2 separate regions of the Zea mays genome follow, and region 2 is linked to region 1. A link is a contact called in public Hi-C data. All regions are on one chromosome and are shown on one strand. Each heading gives the region's core, a stretch centred on a gene start, on an enhancer-like site or on the middle of the called end of the contact. The rest is flanking DNA. Distances are from core to core; before and after follow the strand shown. Region 1 holds the start of LOC100280739 (HESB-like domain-containing protein 2). Region 2 overlaps LOC103634727.

What was found. A called contact is a pair of places that touch in the nucleus more often than the background predicts.
Region 2: a Hi-C map of tassel shows a contact between it and region 1, with 2.3 times the contacts expected there. The contact joins the enhancer-like site here to the promoter of LOC100280739 in region 1. A contact is called at or near these places in 2 of 25 Hi-C or Micro-C datasets (endosperm and tassel).

The regions. Positions count from the first base shown.
Region 1 is chr8:7,838,301-7,845,850 of Zm-B73-REFERENCE-NAM-5.0, forward strand. LOC100280739 (HESB-like domain-containing protein 2) reads right to left here and starts at 3,843. Exons shown (of 4, transcript NM_001155722.1): 1 at 3,664-3,843; 2 at 3,226-3,468; 3 at 689-806; 4 at 243-586. The coding sequence starts at 3,406. The coding sequence ends at 493. It overlaps LOC100381500, which reads left to right. Exons shown (of 7, transcript NM_001174331.1): 7 at 1-60.
Region 2 is chr8:8,146,092-8,153,641 of Zm-B73-REFERENCE-NAM-5.0, forward strand. LOC103634727 reads right to left here. Exons shown (of 3, transcript XM_020542766.3): 3 at 3,808-7,550. The coding sequence starts at 7,528. The coding sequence ends at 4,469. It overlaps LOC118473077 (a long non-coding RNA gene), which reads right to left and starts at 56. Exons shown (of 2, transcript XR_004851841.1): 1 at 1-56. Within about 2 kb of position 3,175, at least 14 of the 20 cell types and tissues checked have an H3K27ac peak or open chromatin away from gene starts, as enhancers often do. A contact at or near this core is called in tassel, where this site is marked.

The sequences.
Region 1 (7,550 bases), core at 2,593-5,092:
AGACAACACTGTACCACGAACTAATCCACGGTTAATATCACCTCACATCTCTGCTCTGCTCATGTTGTTGTCTGTGTCTCTTTGCCTTGGCCCTTGGCCGTAAATACCAGTCAGTTTCTATAAAATTCTCTTCGTCTACAGACGCAGCCAGCCCCACACAGAGCCATATGACGACTTACGAACGTCCAGTCCACACGACTGCTTTCCCAACGGCAACGAACAGCAGCAGCAAACGCAAGCTTCCACACAAATTCGAGCCCTTGAACCGTGAGATTACCAGATACGCATAAACATGGGGGGAAAACCTGACCATGTCAACATTTCAAGTGAATTTACAAGTACATGCGAGTCAGCTGCCCTGTGTTTATACAACTATAAGGACTCCGGCGGAGCCACAGATGCCTACAGGATAAACCTTAAAGAACCTGTATAGCTCTGGATCCTGCGGCGGACGCGTTTGCTTTACACCAACAGACAGACGACGACGCCGCCTCACGATGGCGACCCTTTGCTGCCCGTGGTCATGAAAGATTCGCCGCAGCCACACTCCCCCTTGGAGTTCGGGTTTACGAACACGAACTCGGACCTGGGTGCGGCAGGAACTCCGGTTAGTAACTGAAAAAGTGCTACGAAGAAAAGAAAAAAAGAAAAAGAAGGAACCACTGTGGAGTAGGGCCGGGGGCCATACTTTAACGGGTCGTCAACGTAGTCCATCTTGGTGCCTATGACATGCATCAGAGCCTTGGGGTCGATCAGCACTTTCACTCCCTTCTCCTCGACAAGCTCATCAAACTTCCCCTTTTCGTCTGCCGGTTACAGGAGCAAGTAACTGATTAAACACAGGAGCAGGCAGGTGTTGGCCAGCAGACAGCAGAAAAAAGCTATTAGGTATATATATATTCAACGCAATGCAGCAGACGCTTCAGTAACTGGTAAACCTCATTTACATGGACCAGTCGATGTTAGGCGAAACCATAAAAGGTGCCTGCCAGTCCACTTACACCTCATAAGTTCCTACCCAAGTTTTACTTTCATACTAATGTTACACTTGGAAGCTATGGCATCGCAGAGATGGGCCAGTGCGCACCATGCTTTTGCTGCATTGATTGATACAGGCTGATTCAATAGTGAACCCAAAAAAAAAAGGGGCATATGTTGGCGAAGTCCCATTGGGTATTAAAAGTAGGAAGTAATTGAACGTCGTGACCAATACAACCATTGAAGGGATAGTTTGGAATCCCCTCTGGGATTGTAGGGGATTGCGGGAGAAATTAGTTCATTTTCCCCCCTTTCCAAACTAGTAGCCAGAAAAGCCATTCAGACCCCGGTACTAAAATACTTAAACGTGGTGCCCAATGGTAATGTTACAGCAGGGGGGTCGAGGATTTCAGAGATGACAAGGTTTTTTGTACCATTCAGGGGCCAACGAAGGACAGTACCGGGTGTCCTGCACCCCCCCCCCCCCTGGATGCATATATCAAGCAAAATTTACATGCGAATCGTGACTAAAAGCAGTTAGAGCAACTCCAGTAGTTCTCTAAAAGACTTCCTAAATCAATAATTTAGCTAGTTAACATAAAAACTATTCTCTAACAGTTCTCTAAACGAACTTTCTAAATTTAACAACTTGTCATCTAACCTCATTTTCTCTCTACATTTGACAACCATTTAACAACTCCCTAAACAAAAATATTGACTGGATTATGTAGTTTTTGTGACTTATTTTTTTATGTGGATAGATACAAAACAAAATTACAACCTATATTTAGAGAACTATTGGAGAACTCACATTTTTTTACTCCAAAAACCATTTAGCAACTTCTTAAATCTGTAATTTAGAGAGCTAAAATTTACATAACTATTGGAGTTGCTCTTAGGAAGTCTAAATTTAAACACTTCAGCACCCATTCAGTTAAAAGACATGCACCAAGCACCCCCTCTTGTAGCAATCCTGGTTCCGCCTCTGGTAGCGTTGGTTAGGCTGATACGACAGTGAAAAAAGGGTAAGACTTGAGCAAATCCCATCCAATCCAATTGGATATTATCAGGGCCGAATCTGTGTCCCAGGCTGGGGCGGCTACAGCCCCGGTCCAGCACCTAAAAAGCTAAAGAAACCCCTTATAAACTTAGCCCATGAATATGAGGCCTAGAAGGCCAGGCTCCACCCAAAGGTCCAACATCCACCTCTCTTCTCCAACTCGGGCGGCACAGATGCTCTGATTCCCGACGCCTCTCTGTTCGCCAACGTTTCTGATCTCCGTTGCGGCATCTTACAGGAAGCTGCGCCCAGGCATCCCTGCTGCGGTTGGCTCTAGTCAGTCAACAGCAATCGCCCCCAGCGGGCCAGTACCCCAACGGGCAATCCCCAAGGACATGGCCAGAGACCCCCAGCACTAAGGGGAGCGATGGCACCAGACGGTCAGGTAGCAGGCGCCCAGCTGATCACCTTTCAAAGGGAATAACATCCCTAGGTGGCGTCGGGCAGGTGTCTAGCCGGCCAGGCGACCGCCGCTCTCATCCCCCATCTGTTGGTATGCTAGCTGCTGCAGTGAGCCAATGAGGTACAGGATGTTCTATGGTCTAGAACTTCAGTTCATGTTCATCCCACTTTGATTGCCAATTCCAATTTTTTGGCATGAATAATTGATTCTAAATTGCTACATAGAGTGACATTTGTTTACATCCATGGAAGATAAAAAAATACTAAAGTGCTTTTTGTCCACAAGAAACACTATGTTATATGTCACCCCGATCATTTTAAATGTATCCTATTATTTCTATTCATCATTACATCTATTAAGTTGTTTATTTAGTTTATGACTCATAAATTTTCTACCTTCCAATTATTTAGCCCCCCTTTGATCCACTTATAGATCCATCAAAGGGTATTGTGAATATTCTGGTAATTAAACTGGCACACCGACATACAACTGAACAGTAACGAAAATAAAAGCGAAATGGTAAGAACACAAACATGGTATATGACTGAACTGAAATCATCATGATCCAACAGAAGTAACAATTCGCAATGAAGGATATTATACATAATTCTGCATATTAGATGACCGGGGCAGTATTAAGCAAGATGTGTAACATAACATAAGCTTATCACTTTATCCATTTCCCTCTCTTTCTGTTGTGGATGAAATCGGATGTTGTTAATGTGAAACAATGGAAAACTGGTGCAGGAAGTTGATCCGTGCAATAAGGAAGCGGTAAGTATACCGGCATAGTTGAGCGTGTACGAGAGGCCGTTGCAACCACGCGCTTTGACGCCGAGCCGCAGGAATGGCCGCTGCCTGAGGCTGAGGAGCTGCCGGATCCTGGACGCCGCGGCGTCCGTCAGCGTGAGGGCCTGCCTGCGAATAGCCCTGTCGGCCGCAGCCCTCAGCACGGAGGACGACATGGCTAACTGGCGGCGGGTTCCACAGCAACCTCTCCTCCACGAACAAGCCGCGACGCAGAGGCCTAATGGAATCACGTAAGAAGCAGAACAATATGCCACTAGTTGAAGAAACAATCAAATCGAACCAAAGTGGAGATCTTTACAAATTAATTCGAGATAATAACTAGGCAAACCAATTCTATACCATAGTTTCATTCAATAGGATGGGAGAGCAGGCGATTCGAGCTGTTGATTGGGAATCTCAACGAGCTGCTCACCTGCAGATTGGAATTGGATCGATGGATGGACGGTGGACGCCTGCACGCCGATTGGATCTCCTCCTCCTTGGACGGCTGCTGGGTTGGGATGGGACAGGACAAGAGCCTTCCTCGCCACAGCTGCCGTGCCGTGCTGCTCCTCTTCTCCGAGACGCTGGGAGCTCCGATTGGAGACGTCTGGAAGACGGCCAGACGGGAGGCGCATAGGAATGACGTGACGGAGTTTCGTCGTCGAATTCCACCGGCTCCCCCGAGGCCCGCCCGCCCGACCGGCCGAGCTTTTCCTTCGGCTCCCTAGTGGCCCAGGACCAACCTAACCCAATAAAAAGCCCGATCCAACACGGCCGTCAGTTGGGCGCGAGCCAACAAAGTTAGCCCAATATTGTGCTCGGGTCAGGCCATAAGAAAATGTAAAAGGAAAACTTTTTTCACTCGATCCTACACTTATGGATGTAAAGCCCAAAATTGATAAAAAATATATAATAATAATAGTAGAATAAATAAAGAAATATATTTATCATGGTAATTTGGGAATTGTTGAAACCTTTGAAAATTTCATTAGGATCCTTCCTTATTATAATCTATCAATAATATTGAAGTAGTGGAGGTGGAGCAACCAGTAAACAAACAAAGAAGGATGAATCTCTTGTTTATAATTTTGTGTGACGCACTTTATCAAAACCATACCTTAAATTAGACCTCCAATTTTAAATAAAGACATAAAATGAAAAAATGAGAAAAGGAATTCTAATGCAACCATTCATTCCTCCCATAAGTACATAACAAGGAAAATACTAAATAAATAATATTAGAGGTTATAATCACATTATTATTAATTTTGGCACTTGGGGAAAATTGAAAGTGCAAAATAGGAATTTAAAATTTGGTTTGAACCTTTAAATTTGGAATTTTGAAGAAAAAGAATAAAGAAAGAATAAAGAAAAAGCTTACCTTCGGTTGGGTCGGCTTCCTCATCCCAGGGCCCAACTTGGCATACCATCGCGGCCCACTCCGTCCTCCCCACCTTTTGCTACGCGACACACACTGACAACAGGGTCCCACCCGTCAGCAAAACGGGATCTCAGCCATGCCGAGTCACTTACGCACCTGGCCCATCCCCCAGCCTCCCACCAGTGTTGATACGGAAGCTCGTGTCTCGCTGGTTGGTGGCCCTCTTGCTCAGAAGTCGTCAACTACCTCCCGACGGGACCGCGCCGCGCCGCTGGATCCTACGGGGATCTCGCGGAGTCATTTCCCCCTCCTGCTCGAACTTCGGGGTTGGCGCATATAAAACCCGTGGCGCTGCGACCCCCCCCCCCCCAAACCCAGAGCTAGTCGTGCCCTAGGAGAATAGAGACAGAGAACCGTCGTTGCCGCAGTTTCCGCCGTCGCTGAAGCACGTGACCGCCGACGTCGGGCTACCCCAAGCCATTCAGGGAGCTTCGCCTCAACACTCTGTCGGTGTCCGTGGTCTCGCCACACAAGTTTCGTGGCCGGGTTGGTGTGAATTTGTCGTCGGAGGAAAGGTTCCGCCGTTCACTCGCTCTCCGCTGTGGCCAGCACTACCTGGGCAATAATTGTCGGTGAGAATGTCGCCATCAAGCTCGCTTATCCCTACTCTTTATAAATCTCGGGATTAGCTGTGAAGTAGAGCGTCGGTCGCGGGTTTGTCGAACTTCAGCGAGCACACCGTCGTGGGGGGGTCTTGCTCCGCCGTGCGGGGGTACCTGGTGGCGTGGGTATGGCGCGGTAACCGTTGGATACCAGATGAACGCACGAGATTAGGTCGTCGAATATCGTTTCGGTTGCATCCTAGCGTCACTGTTGGATGGCGATCGGACCGCTCCGATGCAATTTTAGGGCAGGAAGGATTGTTGGGCGTGGATCTTTGATCCTGCGGACATCATCACATACCGGTTCGTGCATGGGATCAGTTTCATGTGGGCCGTAGGATTAGATCTGAGTGGCCGTGGCTAGCGGATACCCCTTCGCGGTGTAACATTTACTAAAGAGACCCCCCGAAGATAGTTAAATCAACCCGGCGTCCAGGTTAATATTAAAATCATTGCAGGGAGGCCCTGAAATTAATGAAAACAACCCTGATCTCTCTGTAAATTTTGTCCGTAGTCCAGAATTATTAGAAATATTCATAATTAAATCAGAAAATGATTTTAGTATAAAAATAATTCCTGAAACTTGTTTAATTCATATTTAATTTATTTTAACTCCAAATTGATTCATTCCAGCTGCAATAAATTGATATTATTTATCATCTGGTAACCTTATTTTGTTATGAAACATAGGTAAAAATGGTGCACATAATTTCTTTTGTATATAACACTTAAATCTTTGGAAATTCATAACTTTCTAACCGTAACTCCGATTTTAGTGGTTCTCGAACCCACGATCTCGTAACAACTTGTAGATTATTCTTATGCAATTTGATCTTATGTTCGTTGTGATGTTAATTTTTCCTGTACCATGTCTGTTTGTATTGCTACGACTAGCAGCGAGGTTACGAGTCACCTGAAGAGCAAGTTGGTACCTGGAATCTCAAGTCTCAGGAAAGTTGTGCCCTTGATCACTTCTTTTTATCCAGTCATGTTCTTATTAATCATAATGATCTACATAGGTTAATTTTGATGGGACCCAATAGGTTATTCTAGTTTGACTATCTTTATACCTTAATTTTGATGGGACCCAATAGGTTATTCTAGTTTGACTATCTTTATACCTTGTTTACCACTGAATTTTTGGGTAGTACCTGCTATTGCTTTATATGGTTTTGGGTATGGAGATATACATTATTCATGATCATACTTTTATTATCCGTTTGTTATTTACTTTTCATGATAAGATCATTATGTTAATTGGAACATGGAGCGACCACCCGAGAAAACAGTGCTACCACAAGGGTGGTATGGGATGCCCTTGGCTGGCTAATTAGGAAAACTAGTGGAGGACTACCTTACCCGAAAGGGGCAAGGACAGTAGGGGAGTGGTCAGTGTAGGGAGGCCCTTGGGTTGATTTTGCTGCGATGGCGGTCAGGTGAGGGGTCCCTGCATTGGAGCTTCCTAGAAACTGTAGCGGGTTTTCTGAAGCTAGTGGAACTTTGTAAAGGCCTTGTAGTGTTACCCTGCCTCGCCTCCTCGGTAGAGGTGTATGGGAAGTCGCGATCCCTTGGCAGATGGGTAACATGACTTATGGGTAAAGATGCGCAACTTGAAAGGGAAATGTGCCCTTGGGTCATTTCTAAGTATTTTGGTGATTTAGTGTCCAACACAAGTGCCTAAGTGTAAAATGGTGGACAAAGTACAAATCAAGTATAAAGGTATGTTTCTCAGACTTAGTACATTGTTTTAGAGACTAATGTATTGTGTCTAAGTGCTGGAAACAGGAGAAATCAAATTGAAGAAGAGATGGCTTTGTTCAGCCAAAGTCAGCTCTATCTGGGTGCACCGGACAGTGTCCGGTGTGCCAGGCTGGCTCAGACGAACTAACTGCTCTCGGGAAGTAATTAACGGCGTACGACTAAAATTCACTGGACTGTCCGGTGTGCACCGGACTGTCCGGTGAGCCAACGGTCGGCCGGGCCAACGGTCGGCCGGGCCAACGGTCGGCCGCGCGATCTGCGCGGGACACGTGGCCGTGCCAACAGCTAGTAGGGGGCACCGGACAGTGTCCGGTGCGCCAACGGCTCCAAGGCAGCCAACGGTCGGCTTCGCCAACTTAGGAAGGAAATCCGCACCGGACTGTTCGGTGCACCAGGCGACAGAAGGCAAGAATTGCCTTCCTGGAATGCTCTCAACGGCTCCTAGCTGCCTTGGGGCTATAAAAGGGACCCCTAGGCGCATGGAGGAGTACACCAAGCATTCTCTAAGCATTC
Region 2 (7,550 bases), core at 1,925-4,424, 310 kb after region 1:
CAACCCCGCCCATCCCGGACGTTCCCACATCATCTCGACCGGGTTACAACCCTCGTCCCATCGGCGTGGAAAGAATCTGCGCTCGTTGGCGGCGCAGGAGGCTGCGGCGGCTCCGGGACGAAGGCGACTGCGGCGGCGTCCACAACATCCACGAGACGGCAGCAACAGGACGGAGACGGAGATCTGGTGCGCCTTGCGGCTGGGATCAGGTAAGGCTCCGTAGATCTTCGGAAAGCAAAAACGACGAGCGTCCTGTTATCTATGTCCGTAGGTCTCCGTAGATCAGCAACATCACTGAACGGATGGAAGAGCTGGTAGCTTGTGATTTGTGGAGATCGAATATGTTAGCTGATGCAGCGCTTCTGATTGCATTCAGAATTTATGCGGTGATTAATTCGTTAATGGATAGCATTAATTCATGCATGCGCGCACACACATGGCGCATAAACTTGGATCTCTGTATAGGTAGCAAGACCTTCCCAATAAGAATACAGTTAACCAATGCTGATTGCAGTCACTGAACCGACCAACGCTTCTGATTGCCGTCAGAATTTGTGCGGTGATTAGGAGCAGTAGCCAAGGATTTGTTTGTAGTGAATTTTCCCTGTTATTTGCATCACTACAGGTCTGATGATGCACGTTGGTGCATTGCTGGGTTGTAATTTTAGTTCTGGTCCAGTATAGCTTTTAGTAGGTAACTACTTTGATTTTGCAGATCTGACAGTGGCTTCTTCACCGCCTGACCGGCGTCCATGCTATCACGGTGGCTACTTCTCGCCGGTACACACGTTATCCTCCTCTAACTCCTTTCCATCTTCAGGCCATATAGAAGTGAATCAAATATCTTTCCTGTAGGTGGAGTTTTGCTTCTTGAGTTTTCAGAATATTAGAACTTCAGTAAACTTTTAGGACAGTACACTTTTGTGCTCTGTATGACTTATATGAGTCCTCGAGCTTTTTATCTCCATTTAAGTTATTTGTTTTGGATATGTGTACGACGGCACAACTATTTCTGACTTTTTTATTGGATCAATATATTTTGTTGATGAGAGGATTGAAAGCGACCTTGTCTGTATACTGTACACCAATGTGGTAGGCGCTAGTAGTTTTACACGGGTGCCTCAGGTTATGAACAATTGAACATCATGTTTAGCACAACTGGATTTTAAACTCTATCGCCTTTCTTTTATGCAGAAGACATGTACATAGCATGGTTACTCCTTTCTACAATTCTCCACTGGAGGTATTAACTTGAGTTAATCTGATTACAATATAAACTCAACAGAAACAAGTGACTACAATCCTAATCCAATCTTTAAAAAATGTCTCAAATCATAGAATAGATCTGTCGCCTTCCAGGGAAGCTTTGATCTTTAGAACAAATCCAATCCTTCACTTAGTGTATGTTAGCAATCAATATGATCATTTTTTCGTCTTTAGACCGCACAGATCAGTTGTCAGCTTCTTATTTGGGTGATGATGGTAGGAGCGACTCTGCAGCTTATTAGCTTATCCAATTTTATAATTTTGAAACCTAAATTTGGGTGATGATGTTCTTAGAAAGAAGGATAGTTGATTGTAGTAACTGGTTTTGTATCCTAAATTTTATTTAAGGCATGATTATGTTGTGTTTCTCTGTTGTAAAATATCAAGAAAATATGGAGTCTATCGAGTTGCAGAGTTCAACTCTATTTATTCCTTGTTTCTGTTATAAACTATTATATTTGTAGATGTATTTTTAACAAAAACCAATTATATTTCTAGATTATTCCTGCACCGGTTCGAGTTGGAGAAGAATTTCCACCGTCTTGGGATCTAAAAATTAGAAGCAAACAAGTTGAAGATGAAGCGACACAATTGGCAAGAGAAAGGGAGGTTAGAGGAAGTGATGATTTCTCAATTAAGAATTGCATAGCAGTTCTAAACACATTGGAAGTCACAAAGGAGGAGAAGGTCAAAGCCTATAAGGTGTTCAAGGACTCTGACAATCGACAGATTTCTTGAGTGCCTGTAATGATGATAGAGAGGCTGCATTGATGTGGTTGAGGAATGAGATGACTTAGTAGGTATACCTAAGGTTAACTGCGTACTCAATTTTACATACCTTGCATTATTTCATATTTTAGATTAGCAAACAGTATGTTGCTACAATTATTTCGTATTTTACAATTCTTGGAAGGCAAACAGTATGTTGCTACAATTTTACATACCAGCAATATGTATGATATGTGTGTAATAAGCTTTTGAATAGTGGTACCACATACATTTTCACTAATGAATACATTTTCAATAATGACCATTAGCTTTCTCATACCTGCATTTTCAGTGATGGATATCTTAGTATCAATATCAACCTTCTCTCTTTTGTTCTGGTAGTGAAAGCTTAGTTTTTTTGCTCTTTATTGAGTCATGTGGCATATACTAAATTGTAAATTTGGTTCTACCGTGAGATGTGTGGTTTACCTTGCTTAAATTGTTATAGTTGCTGACATGTATTTTTAATGGCATTTTTCTTTTTACGACAGTTCTAGACTTCCAGGGGTCGAGTTATGTACGAAGTAGCTCTAATCTTTAGAGGAAGAATGTCTTCTCGACGGGTTTTATGTACTTGTTCTATCAAAGAGTGAGATGAATCATTATCTAGATCTATGATCTCGTCATGTTTAGTACACTGGAAATGTAAGCTTTTGCAACTTATTAGTTTTAACAGACCATGAGATAATTGTGCAGGTTGTTTGGAAAGGCATTAATATTGAGCTGACTGAAAATTTTTATTTTGGTATTATTGTGGTTGTTTAAAATCGCATGTTCAGTGCATCTGTTTGAAACGTGTACTGAACGTTAGGGCACCTGTTTGAGTTATTTTGAGGCTAGTATTTTCTCTATCCCTGGATTAACCGAACAACATTTTAGTGCCAGGGATTACAATCCCTCTCTGGAATAAATCCAAGGGGTTTAAGTGATAGGAGGGGATTAACTCAATCCCTATCTGGAATAAATCCCTTTCTGGAATGTATCCACGTGAACCGAACATGCCCCTAGGTGGCGCGGTCGTTGCGCAGAGCCGTGGAGATCACGGTCGATGATTGGAGCAAGAAGATCTACAGGGCTGCGGCTGCCCAGGTGGACCCACATCGCGATGGCTCGACGAAAGGCATGCACGCGGCTGGGAGAGAGTGGCCCGAAGGCCCGTGCGTCAGTGAAGGCGTGGATAGCTGTGCGTGAGTCGGTTGGGCCACGGTGGGCCAACCGATTTCGGCCCAATGCAGGTATCCTTGTCTTTTTTTTTCTAATTTCATTTCTATTTTGTTTTTCCAATTTCAAATTCAAAACCAAGTCCACATCTTGTTTTAGATTTGAGTTCAAGTTTTATTGTACAAACAAAAAACTCCAGTGTGAAGACATTCAAGTATTTTTGATTATTTATTTCTTTTATTTGCTTATTATTACATTCCTTCAAATAATTACTCACCAAAACATGCCATGCATACATACTCTTTTATCTTTAAGGAAATATAATTTCTACTGTAGACTAGGTATTAGAAAATATTTTAACATGATTCTCTTCCATATACTTCAACTAGAGATAATAAGTCTCTTTTGTTTAATTTTATATAGAAAGTATCAACATTTTGGAAAGAGTGACTTCAAAGGTAGAAAAATTCTTTAGTCAAATATGTCTTAATTCAAAACCTTTGAAAAGTATTACTAAATTCTCAAAGTAAGATTTTGTGGTGTTACAACATCTAATACTAGTAATATCAAGTAAACACAATTCAAGAGAAGAAATGGCCATATAAAAAATCATGACGTGTAAGTGTAACTTGTATATACAGAGAAATGCGAATAGAAAGAGGCCTTGTCCCCTGCAAAACAACACAATCATAACACATTGATCGATGAGCCTGACCTGGCTGACTCCATTTCATGTTTCAGTTCCTGTAAGGGTGGCCAATAGAACTCTGATAATTAATCAGGATGGCACCCCACAGCTCAAATACAGCACTACCAGAGTACACTACAAGAGAAGTGGCAGTTTTTACACCATAAACCCCAGATACAGCTGAAGCTAACTACAAACAATTTACTCGGCTTGTGAATTACAGCTGCAGGACAGCCACCCAGCAAAGAGTCCAACAGTCAATGCCTTCATTGTGCAGATTGGTAGTCCACCTTTAGTGCCCGTTCGGTTCTTCCGGAATACTTTACTGGATTGGTTCCGGATTAGAATAGTTCACAAATTTGTATTAGCTTGATGAGTTGGAATGGTTCTGGCCTCCAATCCGGACTAAACGAACAGAGCCTTAAGAACGTTAGTGCTACGAATGCTGAAATCCAGACATCTTATGTCAGTGTCATTTGAACAATGTTGACCTGTCGACCTTAACATTAACTGAGCCTCAGTTACAGAAACTTCATCACAAGAAGGTTCCAGATTTGTGGTTGATAAAGTTTATCTCAGATGGAATCAGTCGAGAAATTCCTCTGGTACTGATAAGGGGTCAAGCTCCAAATAGCCTCGAAGCTTGCCACCTTTTTCATGTGTGAGACGAAAGCAAGGAATCTGGTGAGAGAACTTGGGGTACTCATCGTTCCTTATTGTCATCACAGAACCCTCTGCTCTGTATGACATAAATACCATCTTATAACCATCGACCTTCCTTAGAAGCTGAACTTGTATGGAGGAATCAGTATGGCCAAGTATCTCCACCAGTTCATACTCACATTTTTCAAAATCCTGTGCAGTCCATACAGCCTCCCAGTTTTTGTAAACCGCCCATATCTCACCATGACGAGGAAGTATTTCATATTCACCTTTTCTGCCAGTAGCTCTGGCCTTAACAGGATGAGAAAAGGGATCTGTACCAGTGTAAGTCATCATATCGAAGATATAGCCAAGCCTAAAGGTTCCAATGCCAATGGTCCGTTCTTCTTGGGACAATCTTTTCTCCACTTCTCCTCGAGGACAGACATCCAGCCATCTAACTTGTACTGTACCATTTTTAAGATCGACTTTCTGTATGAATGCATAGTAATTGGGGAATTTATCTATATCACTATAGAGAGCCCAGATTTGCCCAGATGAAAACTTTTGGAGAAATCTTATTCTTGAAAAATCATAGAATTCTGATTCAGCGCATACATACTCTGTTTGGCAAATGTTATCGTCATCGACATCTGTAACTTCAGGCAGATGAGTGTTATGCTTGATTTTCTCTTCATTTGGTGTTTTTGTAGCGATCCCTGCATTCACAGATTTTGTCTGTTGCCGCTGCCCCACATTCATGGTTTCTTTGCAATCTTCACTGGACAAACCAGCATGTTTGGAGTTATGCTCCTTACTTCTTACAGAACTGCATTCTGGGTTAGCAGAAGGAAAAGCCTCTTCCAAGTTGGAGGGAAGCGCTGCAGGATCAAGTTCAAGAGATCCTTCTGGAATGCCTTCTTTTTCAGTTCCGCTCATCAAATAATGCGGGACACAATGAGAAAATCTTAGTGTGTCACCCTGAGGTATCACATACGGAGCTGCCTCTCCAGACTGCACAAATAAGCTAACATAGCCTTTTAACTTCACAAGTGGCATGACAATAATGCTAGTGCTCGTGATGAGATCAGAAAGAACTTGAACAACTTCATAACGATGGTTCATTTTTTTGTGATTGCCAGCATCTGAGCTCCAACCAATATCCCATCCCTTAAAAAGGGCCCAAACCTCACCTTTCCTTGGATATATTTCATAGAAGTTGTTTGTCTTGCTTCTCTCTAATGATATAATCTGGGAGAACATACCAATTTCACTCGTTGTCTCTGACTGTCCATGCGTAAAGTGTCCACATGCAACAGGCAGACCCCTGTAAGACCATGCCTCCTCCGCTTTATTTGCAGGATTGAACTCCAGCCACATAAAGTTTAGCATAAACTTTGGAACCATTTTTACCTTTGTGATTCGAGCATAAAATCTAGGCATACAACCTTGATCATCATAGACAGCCCAGACCTGGTTGGCTCTAAATTGACTTGCATCTCGAAGTTTGTCAAAATCAAAAAATTCAGGATCTGGGAAAGTGAATTTGTTATCATCTGAAGCATCATCATCGTTTAGACCAAGACCATTGTTCCTGATAGAATGAAATAGCTCTTCTTTGCCATCACTATTTTCTCCAACATGCATTGGTTCTCTCTTCATCTGCTCAACACAATTGGAAGTTTTCTCTTCACATGGCAAACCACCATTCTTTTTACCTTTTATGTTACTGCAGCTACTCACACCATTATGTCCAGTGGTGTCTTCATTCAGCTTTGCTGTTTTAGTACTGTGATCGCCATGGAACAGGCCACCTTTTCTCAACCTTTTCAAAGCAGGAGAGCCAAAAAAATCATCCTCAACTGTGTTACCATCTTCAGCATCATAATTATCATCATCACTATCCTCATTATACTTAACTTCTTGCTTCTGCCTGCTAGATCTGCGAGTTTGTTGACCTGGCCCTGCCCTATTTTCAGAAGGACCATGTTTTAGAATCTCTTCCTCACTGTCGCTACTGGTTTCTGATATGCTAGATTCACTGGATTCAAATGCCGCCCTCCTGCCCCTTTTCAATCCAGCACTTGATGAAGCTTTTGAAGGTTTCCTGGTGGACTGTGCAGATTTCATTTTGTTTTTCAGTCCACCTGCGTTACCATCAGCTTTCCGCTTTGTATTCACATTAGCATGATGAGAACTGGTATTAACATGAACTCCTGAAGTGGCAGACCAGCCTTTCTGACCAGTGACATTTGATTGAGGTCCTGCAGAGTTCTGTGGTGTGCCTGCATTTTTCCAAACCCCGGCAGATCGCTGATTTGCACCAGAAGGAATAGCTTGGTCCTTCAAATCATGTGCGATAAATGACTTCAAACAATTCTGACAGCGCAAAACCTTCTTCAAGATCGAGAGGTAGTACTGATATTTCATGCCACAAGCTGGACAAATAGTCCAGAATGTTGTTTGCGGCCCTGTAGGATCTGAGGCTTGATACTGATGTTGCTGATGCATAGTATGGAGATTCACAGGAGTAGAACTAGATCTAGCAGGTGCAGGTCTTTTTGGTGGCTGATGACTGGGTCTTGCTGTAACACTCCTGAATGTTCTTCTTTTCATGTCATGCACAGAACGTTTTGACCGGTCTGTAAGAGTTATGTTTGCTTCTCCAACTAATTTGAATGCTGCCTCTGCACCTCCAAACTTATTCTTATCAGGGTGTAGCAAAAGGGCAAGCTTACGATACTGTTTCTTTATCAGTGCGTCGTCAGCATTTACAGGTACTTGCAGTATTCCATACCAATCAATCTCAGTATTCACCTTAGCTCCAGCAGCACAATGAACATCACAAACAGTTAACATTTTTGGAATGTCAACGTCATCCACTTCTTGGAGGAGTTGCTGCGCCTTCATAATCATCTTTTTTGCACCAATAAAATCCATGTCCATCATTTTTCTTTCTGCCAGAGCTTTTGCTCTAGCAGCTTCATCTCTGTTGCATTCCATGTAAACACGTGAAGTTGGTATC